Linked DNA regions of Hordeum vulgare: region 1 is linked to region 2. Evidence: chromatin contacts called from public Hi-C data. All regions are on one chromosome and are shown on one strand. Each heading gives the region's core, a stretch centred on a gene start, on an enhancer-like site or on the middle of the called end of the contact. The rest is flanking DNA. Distances are from core to core; before and after follow the strand shown.

Evidence for each region. Hi-C and Micro-C count contacts between places; a contact is called where the count stands out from the background.
Region 1: a contact with region 2 is called in a Hi-C map of seedling, with 6 times the contacts expected there. The contact joins two enhancer-like sites. A contact is called at or near these places in 3 of 6 Hi-C or Micro-C datasets (leaf and seedling).

Annotation. Positions count from the first base shown.
Region 1 is chr2H:194,131,065-194,138,024 of MorexV3_pseudomolecules_assembly, reverse strand. No RefSeq gene overlaps it. Among protein-coding and RNA genes, the nearest start is that of LOC123425802, 59 kb to the right of the region's middle. Within about 2 kb of position 2,669, at least 3 of the 3 cell types and tissues checked have open chromatin away from gene starts, as enhancers often do. A contact at or near this core is called in leaf and seedling, where this site is marked.
Region 2 is chr2H:193,480,600-193,486,903 of MorexV3_pseudomolecules_assembly, reverse strand. No RefSeq gene overlaps it. Among protein-coding and RNA genes, the nearest start is that of LOC123425801, 12 kb to the left of the region's middle. Within about 2 kb of position 4,988, at least 3 of the 3 cell types and tissues checked have open chromatin away from gene starts, as enhancers often do. A contact at or near this core is called in leaf and seedling, where this site is marked.

The DNA.
Region 1 (6,960 bases), core at 1,420-3,919, 650 kb before region 2:
GAGCTAGGCCTCCTTATACGCAACCAAACATGCTTTTCTCACCCCGTCTCGATCTGATTGGGTTATATGCGCGCTATCAAACACATCCTTAGGTCGCAAGTGCGGCACGTCCATTGCCGCAGTGTTGGCTCGGCCCACATAGCGCTTAAGAAGGAGCTAAAATACAACAAAACCATGTATGTCATTGAACCAATTTACAAAATGAATGAAAATTCAAAATTTATACATAACATGAAAATTAAAAGCTATTTGCATATTTCATAATTTTCCCAAATTTAAAATTGTTCACAAAACTTAAAAAATATTCTACTTGTTTAACAAATTCCCATGGAAATTAAAATATACATGATTTATAAAACTTTATTCAATCGTTCACATAATTTGAAATTTATCATAAAAATATTGAATGTGCCTAAAATTTTGTAATTTTTCCATAATTTTTAATTATGTTTACATATCCCAAAAAATATTGTTGTGTTTTTAGAAATATTAATAATTGCTGGAAAAAGCTTCGGTTTTGAAATATGTTCACATAAAAATAGGGAAAAGGAAGCACAAAAATTGGCCCACCTACACTAGGACAGGGAAAATAGTGTTGGGACAAGCGGTGTGCGCATAGTTCTGGGAGCTCCTACCTGCCGCTCAACGCGGCAGGCAGCCCTGCGTCGTACAGGGGGCGCCCCAACTGAGCCAGACCAGTTTTGTTTCTTTTTTCTGTATCTTTTTTCCTTTTTTGTTTATTTTATTTCTTTGGTTTATTTTTTCTTTCCTTTTTCCTTTTCTTTTTTGTTTTGAAGAATGTTTTTTAATTTGAATAACAATTTGAAAAATCGTGAAAACATTTGGAAGCATGAACAATTTTTTCAAGCACGAACATTTTTTAAGAACACAATTTTAAAAGGAGAAGAATTTTCAAAAACCCTGATCAAATTTGAAAGCACGAACAAATTTTGTAAGCACAAATTTTTTTAAAATTTTGAGAACCAATTTTGAAACCCAGAACAATCTAAAAAAACGTGAAATTTTTGGAAGCGTGAACAATTTTCTAAAGCACAAATTTTTTAAATCTTGAGAACAAAATTTTGAAAAAGAGAACAATTTTGAAAAACCACGAACAAATTTGAAAGTGCAAACAAATTTTTAAAGGAAGAATATTTTTTCAAATTTGAGAATAAATTCTGGAACCGAGTACAATTTAAAAAAAAACGTGAACAAATTTGGGAGCGCGAATGATTTGTTAAAGCATGAACATTTTTTGAATCTTTAGAACAAAAAATTGAAAAGGAAAACAATTTTGAAGAACCCTGAACAAATTTTTAAAGCACGAACATTTTTTGTATTTTGAGAACAAATTTTCAAACCGAGAACAATTTTACAAAAACATGACCAAATTTGGAAGCTCGAACAATTTTTGACTCTTGAGAACAAAACTTTGAAAAGGAGAACAATTTTGTTAAACCCCGAACAAATTTGAAATCGCGAACAAATTTTGCAAGCACGGATATTTTATGCATTTTGAGAACAAATTTTGAAACCAAGAACAATTTTTAAAAAACCCTGAACAAATTTGGAAGCATGAACAATTTTTTAAATACACGAACATTTCTTAAATCTTGAGAACAAAGTTTTGAAAAGGAGAACACTTTTGAAAAACCCCAAACAAATCTGAAAGTGCAAACAATTTTGTAAAGCACAAACATTTTTGGAATTTTGAGAACAAATTTTGAAACGAGAACAGTTTTTTAAAACGTGAAAGAATTCGGAAGCGTGAACAACTTTCTAAATACACAAATTTTTTGGAAAAAATAAACAATTTCCTAGTCTATAAAGAAATTTGAAAAAAGGAGCATTTTGCAAACATAGAACATTTTTCTTGTAAGACAAAACCTTTTTTGAAATTTGTGAACATCTTTTTAAAGGGAACATCTTTTGAACTGATGTACACTTTTTAAAACAGTAAAAAAAATTGAACTTACGTACATTTTTTGAAAACAGGAAATATTTTTTAGACCAAGAAGAATATTTTTCAAATTTCCCGAACATTTTAAAATCATGAATAATGTTAGAATTGGTGAACAAAATTATTCATAAAACAGGAACATTTTTTATAAAAATGTAAAACAAAGAACATTTTAAAAACAATTGTGAACAATTTATGAAAAAAGGAACATTTTCTGAAAAGTCGTACTGTTTTTTTGAATACGAGAACAAGTTTTGAAACAGGAATATTTTTTATAAAGATGAACACATTTTTTGAAGCAGGGATATTTAAATATAAACTGTGAATACGAGAACATATTTGGAAACTCAAAAAAAGGAACAAAAGTGAAGGAAAAATTAAAAAGGAAACAATAGCATTTGTTCAAAAAAGAACAATTTTTGAAAATGTCGGACATTGTTTTAAATCCAGAACATTTTTTTAAGCTATGAAGTTTTTGAAAAACAACAAGTATTTGAAATTTGGAAAATTTTTGTTAAATGAAGAACATTTTTGAAAGTTCAAGAACAATATTAAAACATGAACTTATGTTAAAAAATAACCATAGAAAAGAAACATAAGCAGAAAAACGAAGAAAAAAAACCAAAACTCTCTAAAGAGGTATACGGGACGGCCCAGTTTGTCCCGCTTCTGTGCGTTTGCCACACTATTTTATGGGAGGTCCTATTCGGGACCTCCTATGCGCCGCTCTTTGCGGCAACTGCCGAGCGGACGCACAGCGGTCGCCCCGACTGGGCCGGCCCAAGTTAGCGACCAGTAGTGATTCTGAAGACCACAACAAATAGCCACCAGCAGGTGAAAAATCTGAAACATTTCAGTAAAAATATCAGAACATTGTTTAAACTTCTGGAACATTTTTTCAAATTTCGAAACATTTTTAAAAATTCTGGAACATTTTTTAAAATGTGAAATATTTGTTTGGATTCTAGGACATTTTATTAAATTCCTGAACATTTTTAAAATTCTGCAACATTTTTCAAATTCTAGAGCATTTTTAAAATTCTGAAACATTTTTTGAAATTCCGAAACATTTTTAAATTTTCGAACCTTTTTTCAACTTTCACAACATTTCTTTTCAAAAATTCGAAACATTTTCATAAAAAATATCAGAATATTTTTTCAAATTTTCGAACCTTTTGTCAAATTTCGGAACACTTGTTTTAAAAAATTCGAAACATTTTAATAAAAATATCATAACATTTTTTCAAATTTCGTAAGAAATTTTTGATTTCCAAAACATTTTTTCAAATTCTGGTACTTTTTTATATTCCTGCATTTATTTTAAATTCTGGAACTTTTTTAAATTTTAGAATATATTTTTAAAAATCTAGAACATTATTAAAACAGAAAAAGAAAGAAAAAAAAACGGTTCATGGAATCTTCTAGAAAGTTCCAAAATCGGAAAAAACTGACTGAAAACCTTTAGAAAGTTCCCAAAACTGGAGGTGCTGGCATGTAAATGGACCGGCCCATTCCTAAACGCCGCTGGGTGTCCTTTGCGAAGCCTCGACACGGCGATGCAAAGAGCGTAAAATAAGGATTTTGCTCCTGTTCGCCGCTTATTGCGGCATGAAGACGAGGTTTCGCACAAACCGCACGTCACCCTGGGCCGGCCAATTTGTGGTGGCTTCGCTTCCCTTCGTTTTCACATGACAAAATCTCAAAAACAACTTGTGATACGAATCTAACCCACCACCTATTTGTTGATGTACACGCCGCACTAGCCACTGTATCACGCATGTTCAAGTGAAAAAAATACAACGCAAAACTTAAAGAAACTAACAGCGTCGAAACAAGAAAACAAAACGAAACCAGTTCATGAAATTTCTGAAAAATTGTAATCATTTTTTGGAAAATAAGAACAAAAGTGAAAATATAAAAGTTTTTAAAAATTACGAAAAAATTTAAAAACTCAAAACGTTTTCCAAATTCCGGAATGTTTTTCAATTTCTAGAATTTCAAGAAATTCTGGAACATTTTTTTAAAATTTCGGAATATTTTTCAAATTCCAGAACATTTTTTCAAATTCCAGAGTTTTTTACAAATTCCAGAATATTTTTTTCAAATATCGGAACAATTTTTCAAATGCCGGAATATTATTCAAAGTCTAGATCATTTTTTTAATTTCCGGGACATTTTCAAATTCTGAAACATTTCTTCAAATTCTGAAACATTTTTTGAAATTCTGGAACATTTTTTCAAATTCCGAACAATTTCGAAAGTCCGGAACATGTTTTCAAATTCCGAAACATTTTTTCAATTTCCGAACAGTTTTGAAACAGAAACAAAAAAGAAACAAAAAAGAACAAAGAAAAAAAAAACTGGTTTACGAAATCTTCTAGAAAGTTTCTAAAACCGGAAAAAATGGTGAAATCCAGTTCAACAACCTTATAGAAAGCCCCCAAAACCGGACTTTGTAGCGCGTGCACTATCTCATAATTTTACCAACCCATCTTGATCGCTAGGTGCCTTGGTTGCTCGCTTGTGTGCGAAGCAGCGGCAACTTGAGGCAAAGCGCGTCAAATAGAAAATCCCCTATTTGATACCAGGTGCGTCAAATAGGATTTTTCCACAGTTCTTATCCGTCGACCCATGAGCGAAATTGGAAGTACTACCACACACCAATGCATTGTGAGTGGGTCGTCCCTGTTCATGTAGGCTTCTTTGGGCTTTTGGAAGTACCTTTTTCTACAGGACTTTCGGAAATCGGGTGTAACCTCATTTGCAGGGTTTTAATTTCTGTTTCTTCTTTAATTTCCTTTTTATTTTATTCCTTTTAAAACTTTCTACTTCTATTTTTCCTTTTCTTCTTTTTCTCTACATTTTGTTTCCATTTTTCTAAGACAATCACTTCCATACATTTTCTTAATTTAAAAACCTGAGAATTTTTCTGAACACATAATCATTATCTGAAAATTTTATGAATTCAGCAATTCCTATAAAACTGTGTTAAATATGTTATAATTACACTGACTTTTACAAATCAAGTGTTAACAATTGTTTCAAGTACATGAAGATCATACGAACCTGCTTGTTTTTTCTTAGCAATGCGTGTTTACTTGTTTTGCGTTCTCAAGTTTCATTGCCTTGACTTCTCTTGCCGCCTCTTTTTCGCTTTGTGGTCTATGTCACAGGTAGCTCTGCTCGCCGTTCGAACCCCCCACGGGACACGGCGTCCAAACAGTTTCGCAACACAGAGGCGCCCGAGGGGTCTGCCACGTCTGGTCTGTCTCCCAAGAAGAAGTCCTTCAAGAAGGTCGCTCACAAGGACAAGAGGGTCAATATCCGTTCAATGTCCCCCAAGGACTTTCTGCAATTTCGCACCAAGAACCCCTATCTCAAGGAGAGGGAAGTGATCGATGGTGTTGAAAATGTCTGGGCAAGGGACCAGTGCAGGATCTATCGGGATGTTATTGCTCACTTCAAGAAGAACCATGTCTCTGTTCAGTGGATTGATCTGGCACATCTTCAGCGGAACATGGACTACTTTGGTGATGCCCTCTCCCTGGTTGACAAACTGGGCATCAAAGACATCATCACCTTCAAGACGGACTTTGATCCCACTGCAGTTGCTCAGTTTTATGTCACAGTCCATTTCTCTCCTGATGCACAGCGTTCCATGATCTGGATGACTGGGTCAAAGAAGATGACCGGTTCCTAAACTGAGTTCATGCAGTTCCTTCACATTGACTTTCAGGGTGCTGACACTCCTCTTGGGCTGCGTCCTCATGCTGCAGCCCCCACCGATAGGGCCCCCGCAAAGGACAGACTGCAGTCACTGTATCTGAGGAAGGGGGTGCTTCCCAAGCACCTGGACATCATGCATCGGATCTTTCGCAACACCCTCTTCCCTCGGAGTGGTAACTTCGATGAGGTCCATGGCTACTTTGCTGAGATGATGTTACTGTATGAGGAGGCTATGTCTCAGGAGTCTGGTCAGCTGGATATTTGAGATGTGATGTTCACAGAGCTCTGGAACTGCATCATCAATCGTAAGGTTCCTATCTACGGGCCTTACCTGTTCGCATACATTTGCCATAAGTGGGAAGAGGCTTTTCCGGACAAGGTGCTCTACGCACAGTCTGATTACATTGTGCATGACCCGATCAGGCTTCGCGTCAAGGACAAGTGGGCCAACCCATCTACATCCTCTCAGCACATGGAAAGTGATACAGAGACCGCTGCTGACAGAGGAACTGCCTCTCAGTCCCGCTCGTCTGCCATGCCATCTTGGGCTATCAAACTGCAGGATAAGATGAAGACACTTTTCTGTATGCAGGCCAAGGGTCAGTACCAGACACACGTGGCTCAGAAGCAGAGCCGCCAGAGGCATAAGCGTGTTCTCAGGACCTTGGATGTGGACATCTCCAGCGGCTCAGAGGACGACATCACTCCTGAGGCCACTTGGATGCAGGCTCAGGGGTACCAGTGGTCTGGCGATGAGGCAGAAGAGGAGGAGCAGACCGACCAGGAGGGGACAGACGAGTCTGGTGATCCTGAAGACGAGGAGTAGTTACCTGTGGCATTAGGTGTGCCCCCTTTTTGGTGTCTTGTGCCAAAGGGGGAGAGAGTCTAGGATTTGCTTTCATTTCGAACTTTGCATTGCTTTGCTTTATCTCGTATGGTTTGCTTCGAACTTGGTTTGATTCTCGTTTGCTATCTTTTGTGAGACATGATCTTATGTGAGATTTATTTCCATCATATGTTGTGAGTCATATGTCCCGTATTGTCATATATCTCTATCTTTTTGTTCTCATATTATTCTCTGTGCAAATCCGATATTGTCATCAATCCACCAAAAAGGGGGAGATTGTTGGGGCATAGTTTATGCCTAAGTAATTTTGGTGATTGATGACAGTACCGTACAGGACTAATCGTGTGTGTCAAGGTTTCAGGTAACACTCGTCAATGGCACAAGACGACACGTCTCCTCTCTTCTGGAACGGAAGCACGGCACTCTC
Region 2 (6,304 bases), core at 3,739-6,238:
TTTTTAAAAAATATATTAAAATAAGGGCTGTAAAAAAAGACAAATATGAGGCTTTTAACACATGATATTATTTATCGTTCAAGGCCATGAATTTATTTTTTTATTGAGATCATATTTCAAGGTATTTCATCCTAAAACTTTACACACATAAACATAACATCCTTCTTTACTGGCATATTTTTTTAAATCAAAAAGTTCAAAAATGATTTTTTTTCCAAAAAAATTGGCCTCCATGGAGACCGAGCTCCAAACGTCCGTTCTCCTAGGAATGTGAAAATTCAATCTGAAACCCGAGCTCATATGCACTTGGTGAACAATTAAACAAAAAAATAGAAAAGTTTTTAAAAGTCCAAACATTTTTATGGTGCAAGGCTCTTGTGCTTGAACTTCGTGTAAAATTTTGTGAAGTTTGTATATTTAAGGAGTTCGTGACAAAAAAGAGAAATTTGAGCGTGAACAACGTGATTTTTAAAATTTTCCAAACACCTGAAATTTGTCCTTTTTGCCACGAACTTCTTGGATGTCCAAACTTCATCAAATTTTCCATGACGGTCACGCATTTGAGCACCTTGCTCGTAAAATATTTTTTTAATATTTTGGCTATATTAAATGATTTTTCTATTCATGTCCGGGTCAGGTGAGCCCGGAAGCATCCTAGAAATGATATAAGTAGAATACTAGCATTATATAATGCAGACACATTTATGACCAAAATTCACGATGATGGTACACGTAGATATGTCCACATCGGTGTGGTTGTCAAAGATATCCCAAGCATATCTTTAATACATTGAAATCTTATCTTTGACCATTCAAACTACTCCCTCCGTTTTTAAATATAAGACATTTTAGAGATTGTACTATAAACTACATACAGATGTACATAGACATATTTTAAAATATAGATTCACTTATTTTGTTTCGTATGTAGTCTTCTAGTGAAATCCCTAAAAGGTCTTATATTTTGGAACGGAGGGAGTATTCATCGTTGACCAATAAGTGCATATTTATGTTGTCATGTTGGTCTCTAACGACTAAACTAATATTGACATGTTAGGCCCGCAAAAATAATGCTTACATGTCAGGATAAGCAATGCAAGTGGTCGCCAGTTGTGATAATTGTCTACACCGACTTAGTGATTATAAAAAAAAATGTGCATGTGCAATACACGTTGAAATTAGGGAGACAATTAATTGCATGTTAATATTAGTAGAATTTTAATTATGCATTAATGTGATATGCACAAACGTTATACTACTATACTTCCGTCACGGTTTAGAAGGCGCAGTTAAATTTACGTGTATTTTCATAATAAACAAGGTTTAAGACGCATTGCATTTACTCCTAGCAGCTAATTAGTACTCTTTTATGTTATTTTTATATGCATACGTAGTGTGAATGTTATTTTTACTCCATCTCACAGCCAATCAACAACCACATAGGTTTCAGAGTAAACATGTTGAGTGTTTGCCGCTCAAGCAATTTAAGTCGTTCAATTGACATGGTTTGATGGACTAGATTAAGTGGATTTGCCCAATTTGATCAATTATATTGGTATAGATGTATCTTCTTTATCTTTATCTCTATGTACTGCTTAAAAAGAATGTAAGATTTCGTGTTTCATTTTTCTTTCCACCACTCCTTCGTCCAACCTTTCTCATATGATAACAATAACATTAATTTACTTAGTTCTAAACCAATTCCACTTTACTTTACTTACTAAACTTCTCATCAAACTATAAGGTAAATCACTGACGGGGTTTAATAAACATTTATTTATACAATCGCACTAATATGAGCATGTAAATCACAAGCTAACATATTACAATATTTATATCTCGTTGCAACGCAGAGACATTACCCTAGTTTTGTAAAAAAAAATGAATAGTGAGCATGTGGTGGCATGGTGTGGAGCTAGTCGGCATCCACAACTTGTTTGATAATATTTAAGAACAACTCCAAGAGCTCCTATAAAAACCTTCCCATAGAAGTGGTTTTATGGGATGACCATATAATTTACAGAAAGTTGACAAAAAAATTCTATTTCTGTAAAACTTCTTTCGCTAATATCTTTCTTTTCCTATTTCCCACAAAATATCATTGGGGCTGCAAGTCAGTGACATGGGCCAATGCCCAGATTTGATGTCTAGATTTTCCTCATCCTATGTGCACATTTGAAGACTTTGCTCACCACCTGGGAGAGTCTTTTAGAAGCCTCACTAAGCAAGCCTTGCAATTCTCTTGTGTGCAGCATGAACCTAGATTCCAGGAATGAACAAAGAATAAATATCACATTAGTAGGATCATTAGGCAAAACACTTTGAAAACAAATATCTATTCCTTGTTTTCCAAATAATCCAAAGTAAAGGAGGAGAAGCAATGAAAAGAATAGTACGGTCTATACTTGTATAGGCTGGCAACCAATTTCGGCACAAATCAAAAAATGAAAGAGGTGGCTTGGGATTACCTAGCACACGTCCAACAACATTCCACAAGAATCCGGCAAACGAGCAAGCAAAGAATATATGATTAATGCTCTCCTATGCAAACACTTTAACTTTCAGCGGCATTTTCATCCATCAAGATAGATCTCTAGCAATAATGAAATGATGGAGGCATAAATATTTAAATGAATAACATCTGAATGGAAATTCAAAACATACTTCATTGTGTATAGTAGTAAAATATTTATTGTATAGAAATAGAATAATAGAATGCAAAATAGTTTTTCATGCATCGTTGCATATGTGATGGGTCTTTTTCTATGCATGGGTGTATGTCGAGGCGGACCTTATCACATTCATAATTGTATCTGATATGACATGCTTGCAGGTTTAGATAAATAAATTAGTGAGTGTCACTCTTTTAGGTATATACTCCCTCATATGCATATACATTCGTTTTTAGACAAATCTAAGACAAGTAATATAGATCGGAGGTAGTATATAGAACTATAACTATCTTTTTGAAAAATGCATTTTAGAAAGGTTTTTAGTAGAAGGAAACACATTTTAGGAGGGCTTTTAGGAGGACATATTTTGTTTGACGTTGGAGGGTTTTTAGGAGGTCATATTTTGTTTTTAGGAGGGTTTTTAGGAGGTCATATTTTGTTTTAACCTCTCTCTTTCTCCATGATCTCGTCTTCTTTCTAGATGGACTTGCTTCTTAGAGCTCTCCACGCCACTGTTGCCTCTGACTCCACAATCAACGCTACGTCAGCGACCCAGTTGATGTTTGCGAAGGAGACCTAGTTCAAGATGGGCTACAAGGGTATGTTGTCTCGTGGACGAGTCGCGGTAGAAGACATGATATGCCCCTTCTTCGAAGACATCGACCACTTGAGAATATAGCGAAAGCATATCCGCATCAGCTAGCAAACCCGTTCCAGATTAAGGTCAAGCTCCCATGGGCTCACAGCAACCCACGCGCGCGACGCTCATGACATGGAGGGTACAGAGCACAGGCCCGAGCCCATGGGTGTGCGGCCTATGTGGACGGAATAGGGCCCCAATTTCCCATGTGCCCCGAAATTCCTAGCACATGGCAGCCCATAGCAAGTAGCAGGCCTCCTACTCGGCACTCAGCATGAGCCCCTCTAGCGGGAATATCCTAACGGACGCTCGTTGCGTCAAGTTGTCGCCAATTCGCATAGGGACGAGCGACTAGCGATCGGGATGGGCCGGCCCAGTTATGACACAACACGATTATCGTATCCAGTTTTGGGAACCTTCTAGAAAGTTCTTAAGTGGTTTTGGGAACCTTTTAAAAGGTTCCAGAAGCGCTTTTCATTGATTTGTTTTTTGTTTCGTTTTCCTTTTTCTGTTTTTATTTGCTCTTTACTAATTACATTTTTATTTCTACTTTCTAATTCCTTTTTGTTTCTTTTAGTTCTTGTTTTTAAGAATATGAAAATTTGTACCAAAAGGCAAAAAAGATTGAGAAGTTCAAACAATGTTCGTGTTATTAATTTTTGTCCACAAATTTAAAATAAATATCAATTTTCAGAAAACATTTGCGTATTTGAAAACAAAAACCATTCAAAATAGATCATAAGTTAAAAAATGTCCTAGATTTTCTGTTCGATATTTTAAAATTATTTTAAAATTCCAAAAAATATTTGAAAGTTCAAAACATGTTCTGTTTTTTTAAAAAAATTCAGAAGTACAAAATAAAAATTGTCAATTTAAAAAAGTTCACCTTTCAACAAATGTTCATAAGTTCAACAAACTTTCCTGCTTCAAATTTTGTTCACAAACACTATAATTTCCTGATTTCTATTTAAAAAATGCCTTTCAATTTATGTTCATAGGTTCAAAAGATGTTCCTGTTTTGTAATTTGTTCACAAATTCAATAAATGTTCATAATATTTGCATTTCTCATATGTTCTTAACAGTTTCAAAATTATGTTCACAGAAGCAGAAAAAATTCCTTTTCTCCAAATTGTTCATGTTTTCAAAAAAGTTCCTTTAATCCAACATTTTTCTTAAATTCAAAACTGTTACCATTTTTAAATTTGTTCACGAATTCAAAAATGTTTTTGTTTGTCAAAAAACTGGAATTAAAACGATGTTCCTGTTTTTCAAAATTGTCCATTAAATAATGCATTCTTTCTGTTTTGAAATTCAGTTACAAATCCGAAAATTGAGCAATTTTTTAATATTGTTCGTGTTTTTGAAAAAAACAGATTTTTTTAAGTATTCCTATAATTGTCTTTAAATGTTTGGAAAAAGGAAATGTTTTGGATCTCTCGATATAGTTAGTTATAATGGTTCTCACGATGCATATTTAACACTAGCGCTGATCAGCTCCATTGGCTAGGTAGCTGTCTCTACTAGCGCCGAATCGGGGTTATCCTGGCCGAAGCAGCACTTCTTTGCGTTGATTTTTACGCCACATCCGAATGGGCCGGCCCAAATGAAGGCTAACCTACACAAAGTCCCGCCGATGTGCTGCAGAATGTGGCATATTAGAGGGGGACCTCTTATTGGACGTATTCTGTGTCCACCTTTGCACGGGCAAGCCATTGGCCATCGCCGCTAGCAAGGCGACTGGGCTGGCCCAGGTAGCTAGCTCGTTTTTTTCGCTTTTTATTTATTTATTTTCCTTTTTCCTTTTCTATCTTATTCTTTATTTTCTTTTGTGTTTCTCTTTCTCTTTTTACGAAAAGGTTTTATGTTTTGAAAAAAAAATTAGTTTCGGAAACTTAATCACCTGTTGTATTTACAAACAAAAATTATAAATGGAATTTTTTTGAATTTCCAAAGAATTTCCAAAAACACAACAAACAAGAGCATTTTAAAGCATAGAACATTTTTGTAATTACATTTTTAAATACTTATAAAAAATTTTTGAAGCGGGAACATTTTTTCAACTTATGTATACTTTTTGAAACATGATTTTTTTTGAACTTATGTACTTTTTATAAAAAGATAAACATATTTTAGAAAATAAAGATTGTTGAAAGGAAAAATGAAGGGATTGGTGGAATAGATGTTATATTGCTTGAGCCTCATGGGCACATATATAGGAGTACAATGATCAACTTAAAGTACAAGGCAAGGTAGGACAAATCCTAGTCTATCTCATATTTCCTAATAATCAATATACTCAACATCCTCCCGTAGTCACAACGGTAGCGACGCAGACGGTGAGACTGGAGAAGAATCCGAAGGTAAGCCGACGGTCATCCCCCCACGGTCGTAAAGGTCGATGCATCGCGGAAGTTGTGCCTCGAGTGGAAACCGACGAGGTTGCTCAAGCAAGGCGGTAGCCCTTTGTGCCGATGTCGAGGTAGCCGGGAGCGTAGGATGGTGTAGCCGTGGTTGAGGTAGCCGTGCGAAGAACGCAGTGGTCGATGTCGAGTAGGGGTAGCCGGTGTCGAGGATGACGCCGTGGAGCCGCGGGCGCAAGGAAGCGTCGAGTTAGTCATGGGCGCGGTTGTCACATCCCTCACACCTTAACCAAGTTAGCATTGTGTTCATATCTTCTTTGCATTGCATCTAGGAAATTTTCAACAAGAACAAGCAAGTGGTGAAGGAACACTCAAAAAAACCTAGCCACTTCTCAAATTCAAAGGAATTATAAACTAATTCAAATCAATGAACTCAAAATGGCCTCAAGAAAAGTTCAACTTTTCTGATAAATCATGGAAACAAATAAACAATAAATAAAACCATTTTCATAACACTCTTGGCATTTCAAATAAATGCAAAAGGCTACTGGTTTCAAGTTCTAAGTTTGAATTCAAAAACTTTAAGTTTTCAAAAATGTTGAAAACTTTAGGAATGGTTGGATATATTCCA